Linked DNA regions of Rattus norvegicus: region 2 is linked to region 1. A link is a contact called in public Hi-C data. All regions are on one chromosome and are shown on one strand. The core of a region is the stretch at or near the end of the contact, and the rest is flanking DNA. Distances in the headings are between cores, read along the strand shown.

Region 1 (6,242 bases), core at 2,397-4,896:
CATGGCAACAGTTCCACCAACTGGCAAACGATGGCCTACAGGGACCATTCTCATTCAGGCCACCACACTTGCCTACTTGGTATCTTCACCTACACTGGTGAATGCCTCGACTCATCACTTTCTTCTCTTCTGTGACTGTGAAAGTCTCTATAAAAGAAGTTATCTAGGGCAACCTGATTCTGTATTCCTGGACCATGTTCAAATAAAGTACCTCTTACTCTCTTTGAAGAGCTATGTTTTGCATTGACAATTAACCAATAGTGAAAAAAGTTTTTCAAGAACAAAAACTTTCATTCAGACAAATTCCCATAAAACTAGTAGCAAAATTGACTATCTAATTTGTGCATGTATGCACTGTCACCTGTCCAGCACCAGCCTTTTGAAGAATAACCTGATAAATTCTATTTTTACAAGTAAAAAGTTTCCACCTGTAAATTTGTCAAAGTAGTTAAGGTTTATAAAGTACTTGTGTATATTAAAACTCCATCAGAAAACTAGGTCCTACAGCTTCTCTAACAGAGAGTACAACAGTCTACCTGGACTCTAAAGAGGACACCTATAGTAGGCGTGTTGGTGCAGGCCTTTAATCCCAATACTTGAGAGGGAGAGGCAGGAGGATCCCTTTGAATTTGAGACCAGCCTTGTCTACATAGTGAATTACAGGCCAGCATGGGATACATGAGACCCAGTATGGTAAGGCCACCCTTTCTTACTTATAATCCAAATATATTAGATGCTGGTATCAACTGCTCGATGAGCCCATTCAAACTGCCATCTGTTGGTCATTCCCCACTGCTCGATGAGCCCATTCAAACTGCCATCTGTTGGTCTGTCCATCCTTCCAGCTATCCATCTGGGCTGCTCTGGTGCTCAAACATACTGTACCTATCCAGCTCAGCAAACCTATTTCTGGGCGCTCAGCATCCATCAGCCCCAACTGGATTTATTAATATTTCATCAAATCCCTGTCTTCACATCTGTATCAATTCTCTCTGCTGCTGCCTCCAGGACTTCTTTGTACTCTAACACCTTTTGTAGTCATTCTGTAACCTATACATACACATTTATTGTATGAAATACTGTATGACTTAATAGTAGCAATAAAGATTGAAATAAAAGGACGAGTAAAATCAATCAGAATGGCACACACCTTTAAACTATCCTCTTGGAATGCTGAGACAGGCAGGTGGGTCTCTGAGAGTTCTAGGCCAGGCAGGACTCTATAGTGAAACCCTGTTTTCAAAATATGGGTGTGATGGTGCTGGAGAGATGGCTCAGCAGGGTAAAAGTACCTGTGGTACAAACCTGATGGCTTGAGTTTGGTCCCCAGAACTCATGGAGGGAGGGAACTGATTCTTGAAAACTGTCCTTTGATCCCTACATGTTCACCATTCTTGTGAGCACCTAGCCTACACTCTTACACACACACACACACATGCATGCACACACACATGCACAAGACTGGAGTAAAAGAACCTATGATTGCCAATGACCAGCTATCAAGAGAAGTCCTACTTGGTAGCCAAGAAATCCAACAAAGCTTGTGAGTTTATTGTTATTCAATAAGTTCTAGCACTATGTAAATAAAGATACAGACTTGTCTATATGTGTTTATGGTTCTGACACACTCACAACATGAATCATTTAAATTCTTTTTTTTTTATAAAAGAAGTAACATTTTCGATATGTGAATATTTACAATGTCAAAAGTTTAACCTGTTCAAGTCAAGACAAAAATTTTGGGTATCAATACAAAAACTTGTGAATGTATACTAAATTAGTTATTAAACTAATTTTAAAGCGTAAAGAAGAGGTAGACTGGTTGATGTCTATTTGTCTCTGGCATTCTGTGGTGCTGGGAAGAAGTCCCAGAACCAAATGCTAAATGAGGCCCAGCTACCGATCTGTAGGCATCTTCCTGTCTAGTTTTAGACAGTCTCCATTTCTGAAACACTGTATCCTGCCTCTGTAGATAGTCTGAAGTTCAGAGGATGCCGGGCTAAGAGCTAGTTTAGGACTAAAAATCCCAGAGGGTCTCAGTGTTAGAGCACCTGCCTGGCAGGTATCAGGCATGGTTTTGCCTTGGGACTGGAGAGGTGAGGACCAGAAGTCTTAGGAAAGTGGTGCCACATTGTTAAAGAGCTACATTGTACATTTCAAAATCTCGTCTGTTGTAGATGTGGATCGTCATTTTGATGGGAAATGTCTTTAAAATTGATTTTAGAAACGAACCCTTGAAACACTCAGGGCAGTTGAAATACATTCAGAGTTAAAAGTACAGCTTTTGCTGTGTGTGGTGGTGCATGGCTAGAATTCCAGCGGCTTGTAAACGAAGACAAAATCAGAGGTTTGAGGTCAGCTTGAGCAGCACAGACAACTTTGTCTCAGGAGGAAAACAGGTGATTTCCAATCAAGGAAATCTTGAGTAGAAGTGTTGTTACAGCTTCAAAAAGATAAGGCATTTTTCAGTGAGGGGTGGTTCCTGCTTATGCCGTAGTCATTTATCATAGGAGCTCTAAATGCAACTCCCAATGACTCGCCAGCTTGCTGTGTGAAGCTTTGATATTCAAGCGTCACAGTCTATAAACTGTTTTAGAATGCTTCCACTAAATGTCGTGCCAATAAGCAGCGGGCTTTGCCTTGCCTTAATCCATGTCAAAATTTCTGGGTCAGATAGAACAGAAGGATCTCAAATTATAGTAGTAATGCTCTGATCAATCAATGCTTGAAATGCTTTCACTGCTCAGCGCTTACCATAGAACATCCAGTAGTACCCTACCACTGGTGACTCTATATGGTATTATTCTGAAGGATTTGATTTTGATTTGCTGAGGCAGGGGCTCAGGTAATCCAGGAATTCGGTATGTAGTTGGGAATGACACTTGATTTTCTTGCCTCCACCTCCTGGATGCTGGGATTACAAATGTGTGCCACCCCAAGTTATGTGGTGTTGAGACAGAATCAGGACTTCGTACATACTAGAAAAGCACTCTACCAATCTACCTTCCCAGCCTCTGGCTTTCAGTTTTACATAGAAAACAAAAACAAAACAAACAACAAACAAACAAACAAAACAAAAAACGGAGCTTGAAAAACTCAAGGAATGTACTGCAAATCGGAAGTAACAGCTAGAAATCCTACCCACTCACTGTCTGCCACTGTGGCCAGAAATCCTACCCACTGTCTGCCACCGTGGCTAACGCCTTTAATTCCAGAACCAGGAAGGCAGAGACTGGCATAGCTCTGTTAGTCCGAGGCCAGCCTGGTCTACATAGTTCCAAGCTATACAGGGATATATAGTGTTATCTAGTCAAAAAACAAAACCCAACCACATTCACTGGATGTTTTTGAGCAATAAGGAGCATCTAACGGTGCCTAGCTCTTCAGCCATTCAGGTGTCCTGGTTAGACTGGTTTGGGTTGTGAGTCGCACTGAAATGTAGTATTGAGACCACTTCCTGCAAGCGGACTGGTGTGGTAGCTTGCCTCTAGACAGGCCAGGGTGGGATCCCGGCCTGGAGGTTTCCTTGTGGCCTGTGGAGCAGTCGCCAACAGAACAGGGGTGACGCCCAGCGCAGGCGTGGCGGGGCGACCGCGGCTCCGATTCGCTGATATCCGGATGCCACCTCCTTCTCCAGCCGCGGGCGCCACCGCGGAGGGCAAAGCCGGCGACCGCGCGGACGGGCGGGAGGAAGCATGCTGGACTTCGCCATCTTCGCCGTGACGTTCCTGCTGGCGCTGGTGGGAGCGGTGCTGTACCTCTACCCGGTAACCTCCGAGGCGACATTCGGGGTTGCGCCTGCGCCGCGAGGACCCGGGCGGCCGGTCTGCGGGGAGCGCTCGCGGGAGAGTCACGTGGGGCCACCCTGGCGTGCGTTCCCCGTGCGCATGCGTGCTCTGGTCGTGGGCTGTGGTCCTGGGCGGGGTCCCGCGTTCCTTGTGTGCGGTACCGGTTTTCCGAGGCAGCACTCAATTACCTCGGGTGCCTTTGGGGACATTGACGCCCTCAAACCCCAATCCCGTTTGCTGCCACGTCAGGGGAGGAACTCCTTCGGTCTTTTCCTAGCAGCCCCCTGCATCTGCCCCCGCACCATTGTTGGAATGGGCGAGCTGAGCTCGCCAACGCAAACTTTATCTACCTGTCCTTTTCAGCGGGGAAGCTGTCAAGGCTCCGGAGTTAGTGGTTAAGGAAACTTCCTTAAAGTGTATTGTATAAAGCCGGGCGTTGCTTATATCTATAATCCTAGCATGGGATGGGATGTGGGAGGTAGAGGCCGGAGGATGGAATGGGAGCTCAAAGACCACCTTGGACTACATCAAACCCTGTCTTTAAAAGAATATATTTACAAAGTGTGGTGGATATATGGAAAAATTGCAAGGTAGTGAACGGCCCCGGGTAGATTACTGGTGATGGAGACACCTCTTAGAAGTGTCCTGTTGAGAGCTGGTGATGAGTTAGACTAATACAGAAACCACACCTGAACTCATGAGAAACAAAACATTGATACGGAGAAGGTGAAAGTTCAGGCCTTCGGGAATAAGAGAACTGTGTCCTAGCAAGCTAGATCCATGTGGCTGGAGCGAATGTAAAACCAAACAGGAAAGACAGATAGGTGTAAATGGCCGAAAAGCTATTCAAAGGACGTTTAGTCTGCGTTCTACTGGAGGGTGTCATTAGAAAAGTGGCTATTTTAGTTTTAAGAAAAACTGGGAATGCTGTGTGGGGCCTATAATCCTAGCTCTTGAATGGTGGAGGCAGGAAAGTTCAAGAATTTCTTCCAAAATGGGAAATGAACTCAGGACCTCTGAACTAGGCCAGCCTGGATCACATGAGCCCTTGTCTTAAATTTTAAAATTTGTATACTAAAAAATATTTTTAAAATATGTGGCAAAATCTTCATTCTTTTTAAATGAATGCAAATCTTTGAACTAAAGAATTTTTGGCTTTAAAAGAGAACTTTAATTTGTGAGCTGGCCGTGTCTAATTCCCAGCTACTCGGGGAGGATCTTGTGCTTGAAGCCATCTTGGGCAATGTAGTGGGACCTCAGTTCAGAACAATCTTAATATTATTAGGTAAGTTTTATGATAGTCATTCTGGCTACTGTGTTGAGAATGGACCGTAATTATGGGGCTGGGGCAGGGGTAGGAGCAGAGAGAGTAGTTGGAAGGATAACTACTGTCATTTTGGTGTGAGATGGTGTGTGCTTGGACCCCGGGTGCCGTAGCACATGGTGAGAACTACAACATTGTTAAGATAAAGCCAGTGAGCCTGGGTATAAAACATGAACCTGGGCCAGAGAGATGGCTCAGTAATTAAGAGCACTGACTGCTCTTCCAGAGGTCCTGAGTTCAATTCCCGGCAACCACATGGTGGCTCACAGTCATCTGTAATGGGATCTTATGCCCTCTTCTGGTGTCATGAAGACAGTGATAGTGTACTCATGTACATAAAATAAGTAAATAAAAATAATTCTTAGGGGCTGGAGAGAAGGCTCAGCGATTAAGAGCACTGACTACTCTTCCAGAGGTCCTGAGTTCAATTCCCAGCAACCACATGGTGGCTCACAACCATCTGTAATGGGATCTGATGCCCTCTTCTGGTGTGTCTGAAGACAGCTACAGTGTACTTATGTATAATAAATAAATAAATCTTTTAAAAAAATAATAATTCTTAAAAAAAATGTGAACCTGAGTGAAACTGGAAGAAAACACATGGGGGGGGTAGATGGAAGAATGGATTTGACCCCAGGGAAAGGGAGGGTTTTCTTTGCTTTTTATCTTGGTGGGAGTTAGTGAGGTTTCATAGAGATCAGAAGTTTGGGGTTGTGTAAGCCAGGTTTAAGATGCTGTTTGACATCCAAGTGGTACGATAATCAAAGTAAGAAAGTCTTGAGGTTTAAGGTAAAAAGCCAGACTGGAGACATTTTGGGGACTGCCAGTGTATGTATGTATTATATTGAAGCTGGGAAGTTCTAGTCTCCTGACAAACTTAGATCTAGGAGAGAAGAGGCCCAAAGACTAAGCCCTGAATTCTCCATATTTAGATAGAGGCTGAAGAGGGAGTTGGGGTAAGGAGGAGGGGACTGGAAAGAGGCCTGGGGAGGAGCAGTCAGACTGAAGAAAGGCAAAGAATCATCAGTCGAGCCAAGTGTGGCCGAGGAAGCTCAGGGTCCAGAATTCAGCAGCATTGATAATCGGAGAGCAGCGGCTCCAAAGAGGAATGCTGAGCTGATGTCCTAGCT
Region 2 (5,862 bases), core at 751-3,250, 520 kb after region 1:
CTTTCCCTAGAAAGCTTATATCACTCTGGACATGTAGCTACTGTTGCCTTCAGCGACTATGGGGAAAAAAAAACATTTTCCTCTGGGACACAATGTTACCCCTATAGATCAAGGTTACGTTGGTCAAGAAAAAGAAGAAAATGGATATGGCTTAAGTAATTGAAAATCTCAAAGAAATGTCCTAGATACTTCGGGTTCTTTTTAAACTAATTTTTTAATTGTGGTACAATATAACACAAATGTTATTCTTTTGGCCATTTTATGTGCAGCATTCATTGACATTAAACACATTTACAACGTGAGTAACTGTTACCACTACTGTTTGCAGAACCTCCATCCCAAATGGTACCTCTGTGCCTAGTAGACAGCAGTGTCCAGTCTCCTTCCTCTCAGACACTCTTCACCTCTATTTCTGTCTCTATGAATTTGTTACCGCCTACCAGGACACCCATGACGGTTCCCATGTCTTCTTTATTTTACCTTGTCTAGTGTTCTCTAAGTCTATGCCTGTTGAACCACACACCAGAACTTCATTCCTTTTATAGCAGGAATTTGCATTCTGTCACGCAGACAAAAAAAAAGCATTTGAAAAAACTTCATCAGTTGGGAGACACTTTGGTTGTTTCTCATTTGGGGCTATTATGCATAGGCTGCTAGGAATATTAACATATAAGTAAAGCCTCTGTTTTAATCTATTTGGGGGAGGAGTATATACTGTGGACTGGGTCATGTGGTAATTTTATTTTTAACTCCTGAGTAGCTGCCAAGCGCACTTTACATTTTATGTTGTATCTAGTGTCTACAGGCATGGTTTGATATAACACTGAAGCTCTGGTGTACACTGTTGTTTTTGGAGGGACCCCACGCCCCTCTCAGTTGTCAAAGCTGCTCCCCGTAATGTCTAGCAGATTCCCCTGGAAGATTCTGTAGTTATTATGATGAATTACTCTTAGTTTTAAAATGTGAAGCATAGACCAGAGGCTAAGTCAGTGTCATATCCCAGCCTTCTTCTCTCGGTAGTGAGACCTGTGCTAATTAACTCCTAGCTCTTGGAACCTTCCTTCGTGCTTGTGTAACCTTACCAAGTCTGTACTGGATTATTTCGGCCAGTGTGGACTTGTGGTTTTTTTTTTTTTTTTTTTTTTTGGTTCTTTTTTTCGGAGCTGGGGACCGAACCCAGGGCCTTGCGCTTCCTAGGTAAGCGCTCTACCACTGAGCTAAATCCCCAGCCCCCAGTGTGGACTTGTAAAGACCCATAGGAGGATGTTTCAGGCAGGAGCTAAAGCTCACGTTCACCTTCAAGCCAGCCTGTCACCATTTTGACAGGCAGAGAGGATGAGTTAGTTCTTTCTGTGCCTCACTGCTAGTTCCCGGTGTAGCTTAGCACAGTTGCTAAGGATGTAATGCCTCCGGACAGGTGACTGCAGCACAAATCCTGGCAATCCATGTGGCTTTCCTCAAAATTATTTAATGTCTTTGTGCCTTGGTTTCCTCACAGATAAATTGGGAATCGAGACCAACAATTTACTTCACGGGTTTGCTAGAGTCACGCCAAGTTTGTTAGTAGTGCTCCTGCAACGACATCTGGGCGTCATGTCAATGTTCTGTGTGTGGAGCGGAGTTGGCGGTGTTGACAATAGGATGATGTAAGCTCTCGACGCAGCCGCAGTTAATAATGTGTCACAGCTGTAACTCCGAGGACTAGAACCAAAGGGCAGGTGTGTGGCTCGGGGGCAGGGTGCTTACCTAGCATTTGTGAGGCCCTGGATTTGAACTCCAGCAGAAAACAGGCACCACTCCCAAACAAAACTAGTAGACTCAAAATAAATTTCGGACAGACAAAGGAGGAATGGATAGATACAGTCAGGTGTGTTGAAAAGCTCCTCCCTGGATTTTATCTTTGTCCCAGGATCACAAGGCTGGAACATGCTAAGTCCATGCTGCCTTCTTCCTCACCTACAGATTGCAGACTTCTATCTAGTTCTACCAAGCACCCTGTGCTGAGGCAAAGGTCAGGCTTGGAAAGCTATCATCACCAGGGCAAACATAACCGTATAGATCATGGCTAGGTCTGAGCTATAAAGCTGAGGGGACAGTGGACGATGTGGAGAAGCTCAAGGACAAGGACATACACAAGGAAGAGGGGGCATTATTTTGAAGAACACGTAGACTGGCCACTGTAGATAGAGTGGGACGAACTTCAGCCTTGTCTGAGGACTTGGGCATCAACAACAGAAAGGGCTTCTTAATGTGTCGCAATGCAAGGTCTCTTCTGTGACCATACAGCTGTGGAGAGACAGAAACTGCAGCACCCGTCTGGTGGATGTAGCAAGGATGGATGGTTCTGAAAATCCCACCCTGACACAGCAAATTTAGACGTGGCTGATTCAATGTGGGTGGGAACTAGACATTTGTGGAGCAGTCAGTGCCTGCCATCTATTGGCCGGCGTGCTTCATTGCAACTGTAAGAATAGGCTATGAGAGCCCATTGTTGAATTTTATCAATTAGTTGTGTCCTTTCTCTCTCTCTCTCTCTCTCTCTCTCTCTCTCTCTCTCTCTCTCTCTCTCTCTCTCTCTCTCCCTCCCTCCCTCGTGCCTACTAAAGCGGTTTCTTATTGCTTTGTAGATTCAACAGTTTTTGTGAGTATCAATAATTATATCTTTGGAATGAAATGGGAGGGGGTGAGCATTGCACAGTGATGTCATTGCATGAGGAGACACAGATCTTGGATCCCAGTTGTTAATGTATTTTTAATAGCCAAGAAATTCTTCCCCCTGACATTAAATGACCCAGGCATCATTTAAAAGCCCAGGGAAGCTTGCATTTTCCCACGGCTGACTGCAAAGGGGGGGGGGAGGGTAGAGGCTGGAGTGACCGCTGCTTTCTATTGTTCCGATGATATTCTTAGCATCCATGGAGGAAGGAAAGGCACCAAATGGAGGGAAATTTGGGGAGGCTTTGAGGGGGATGAAGTGGATTTTAAAAGGAAAGAGTCTTAAGGGATGGAGAAGATCATCCACCCTGTATGTTCCATGACTGCAGTTCAAGAGGGAGTTAAAGAAATACAAATTGGCAGAGAATAAATGAGAAAATGCCCAGCATCCTTAGCCACTGGGGAAATGCAAAATAAGACAACACTGAGATCCTTCTTTCTCCTGTCACCAAGAAATCAGCAAATGCTGACCGGAGGAGAGGGTGGCAGAAAGGAGTCCTTCTTTACAGCTGACGAGACTGGAGACCGGGGCAGTGACTGTGGAAATCTGTGCAGAGGTTCCCAGAGAAGCACAGCCAAGGATACAGTTCCTACATGCTTTAGCCACACCACTCCAGACTGAGTAACTGAGGACTCTAAGTCAGCATAACTCCGAGATACCTGCACATCCATGTTTATCTATACGCTATTCTCAGTGGTCAAGAAGCCAACTTAGATGCTCATTACTGGATGATAAAGACGGTGATATATATGATATGTAATATGTAATATATATGATATGCATCATCACATATGTGGTGAAGTTTTGTTCAATCATAGTGAAGACTGCATTGTTTCATTTTCAGGAAGATGTAGAACTGGAGATCATCATGCAAAGTGAAATGAGCCTCTCAGAAGACAAAGCCTCACTGTTCTCTCATATGCTTACCATATAATGTACATTCATATATGTGTATAGATGAGACAGAAAGGCAGATGAGAACTTATTTGTGCGTGCAGAAAGGAAACTGTCAGGGTTGGAGATAAGGGAAGGCAATGGAAGGGGAGACTTATCCATGAAAATATCATAAGGCAGCCTATTTTGTACATAAAAATTAGTGAAAGAGAGCTTCATTCAGAAAGGGCACACAGGGCCAAAGGTATAGCTCATCTATTAAAGGTTAGGGCCTATTAACCAAATCTTCAAAAAGGGCACATGTTTGGGATCATATCTGTGTTCCCACATCCAGTAAGAAAGGCCACAGAGGTGGAGCAGTGGTGCAGCGTACAGTCTGTCATGAAGCTGTCTTTGGAGAGTGGGCGCTAAAGGTGACTGAAAGTGTCTAATTATCAACCCATGCTAGGGATTATTTGGGGGTGTAGAATATTATGGGTAACCAGCACAGTAACAGGTGAGCTACTGGGCCCTGCTCTTATCCCTGGGCATGTGAAAGTTAGCATTTTTCATGAACTGTCTTTCCTCCAGCCCTGTAGTGCTGAGCAGAATGGCCTGCGGAGAGGCCTCTGCTGGAGCACAAGGCCATAAATCCAGGAAGTGGAGGAGGAGACTTTGTCCATTCACAGAGAGAAATCTATTTCCCAGATTGGAGGGAAGGACTGGAAAATTTAATTAGGTCCACAGTCCTTGAGAATTGTTTTTAAAACTAAGAATGAAGGATGGCAAAGATATTCCAAGAGGCCAATTAGGCTGCAGTTTAGGGCAAGTTGGAAAGCCAAATTCAGGAAAGTTAGGTGTTAGGGCTGGAACAGAATCTGCAAACAGGAAGTTGGGTGAAAGGCCTGGGACTCAGGGTCGGTACTGTTCCAGGATTCCTCAGCAGAGTGGCTGAGCTGTTGAGGGTCATGTGGCTTCGCAGTTAGTGTCAAATGGTCCTGGAAAACTGTTCAGAGCTTTGCAGAATGGTGCCTCTCAAATCCTATGTGAGTGCCCTGTCAGCATTTATAGAGGTTCTTGAGAGCAATGCTTCTGGCCATCAGCAGGAAGCACCTGGTTTTGCAAAGCTGGGACAGAAATAGAAGCTGGAATTTACATGCCACATGCTGGCCTGGTCACTTGTTTGCTGAGTTGGTCACATGGATTCTAGAATAACCAAGAAAAAAGGAGGAGGATAGATCTTCACAGCCGAATCGTGGTAATATGCATTTCTTGGAGACTGAGGTCCAGGAGTAAGAAGGCTCACAGATATCCCCTCGTATGTGAGGATACTCCCCTCAACTAGAGCTGCTGCGGGGGGCAGGGCTGGAGGGATGGCTTGGCCATGAAGAGTGGTTCTTTTGTTCAGTACCCACATCAGGCGGTTCACAATCACACACACACACACACACACACACACACACACACACACACACACACACACACACACATACTCACTCACTCTCACATACACTTCCTTTTTTTAGTATTAAAACCAAAATAGCTGTTCTACCTGGGTGCCTAGGGTTGGGGCATTTGGTTGAATGCTAGAGGACTTGCTAATATAAGGTCCTGGGTTTAGCTCCCACTGGGAAAAAGAGGAGCAGCTGCTCAAGGTATGCCCCTAGATCTGTAGTAGCTTGTGTTCTCATGCTAATTAAGTTGCCCAAAAACCTGTTTGCAGTGTCCCACACGGAAAGGAAGCCTGCTCCAAACATCCCAGTTGGCTCTGATGGGGAAATGAATTTACTAGTGGCCAATGGCTGGGCAGGGAGACAGAGATGGGACTTTTAGTATTTGTGGACAAGGAACACAGGAGAGGGAGAAGAAAGGAAGTCAGCCAATGCAAGGGCATAGGATGGACCACATTGGTAAGACACAGGAGGGTGAGATGGTCAAATGTAGGTGCAAGGGGAAAGCAGCCCCAAGAAGGGCTGCCCAGAAGGGCCCATGGGCAGCAAAGGTAACATAGATTTAGTAAGTATTAACTCAGGAATATTGGAGGGGATAGTGTTAGCCATGTGGAGGCTCAGGAATGGCCCAACACACCCGCAGGGAGCTTAGAGCCCTTTAACAATCTACAGCTACATAGACCTAGCTAAAATTCCTTGAATCTCGTCCTTTTTTGACAAGGGAAAAATCTCGTGCTGACATTTAGCAATGGGTTTTTAATGAACACATAGGATAGATCTCATGAGGAAACCCTATTCCTGGCAGAAGGTCATGCTATAAAA

What was found. Hi-C and Micro-C count contacts between places; a contact is called where the count stands out from the background.
Region 2: a contact with region 1 is called in a Hi-C map of hepatocytes, with 2.3 times the contacts expected there. The contact joins the enhancer-like site here to the promoter of Cyp20a1 in region 1. A contact is called at or near these places in 7 of 12 Hi-C or Micro-C datasets (the A7r5 cell line, Schwann cells, frontal cortex and 4 more).

Annotation. Positions count from the first base shown.
Region 1 is chr9:69,246,227-69,252,468 of GRCr8, forward strand. It overlaps Cyp20a1 (cytochrome P450, family 20, subfamily a, polypeptide 1), which reads left to right and starts at 3,647. Exons shown (of 13, transcript NM_199401.1): 1 at 3,647-3,767. The coding sequence starts at 3,696.
Region 2 is chr9:69,768,046-69,773,907 of GRCr8, forward strand. No RefSeq gene overlaps it. Among named protein-coding and RNA genes, the nearest start is that of Ctla4, 42 kb to the right of the region's middle. Within about 2 kb of position 2,001, at least 26 of the 93 cell types and tissues checked have an H3K27ac peak or open chromatin away from gene starts, as enhancers often do. A contact at or near this core is called in the A7r5 cell line and hepatocytes, where this site is marked.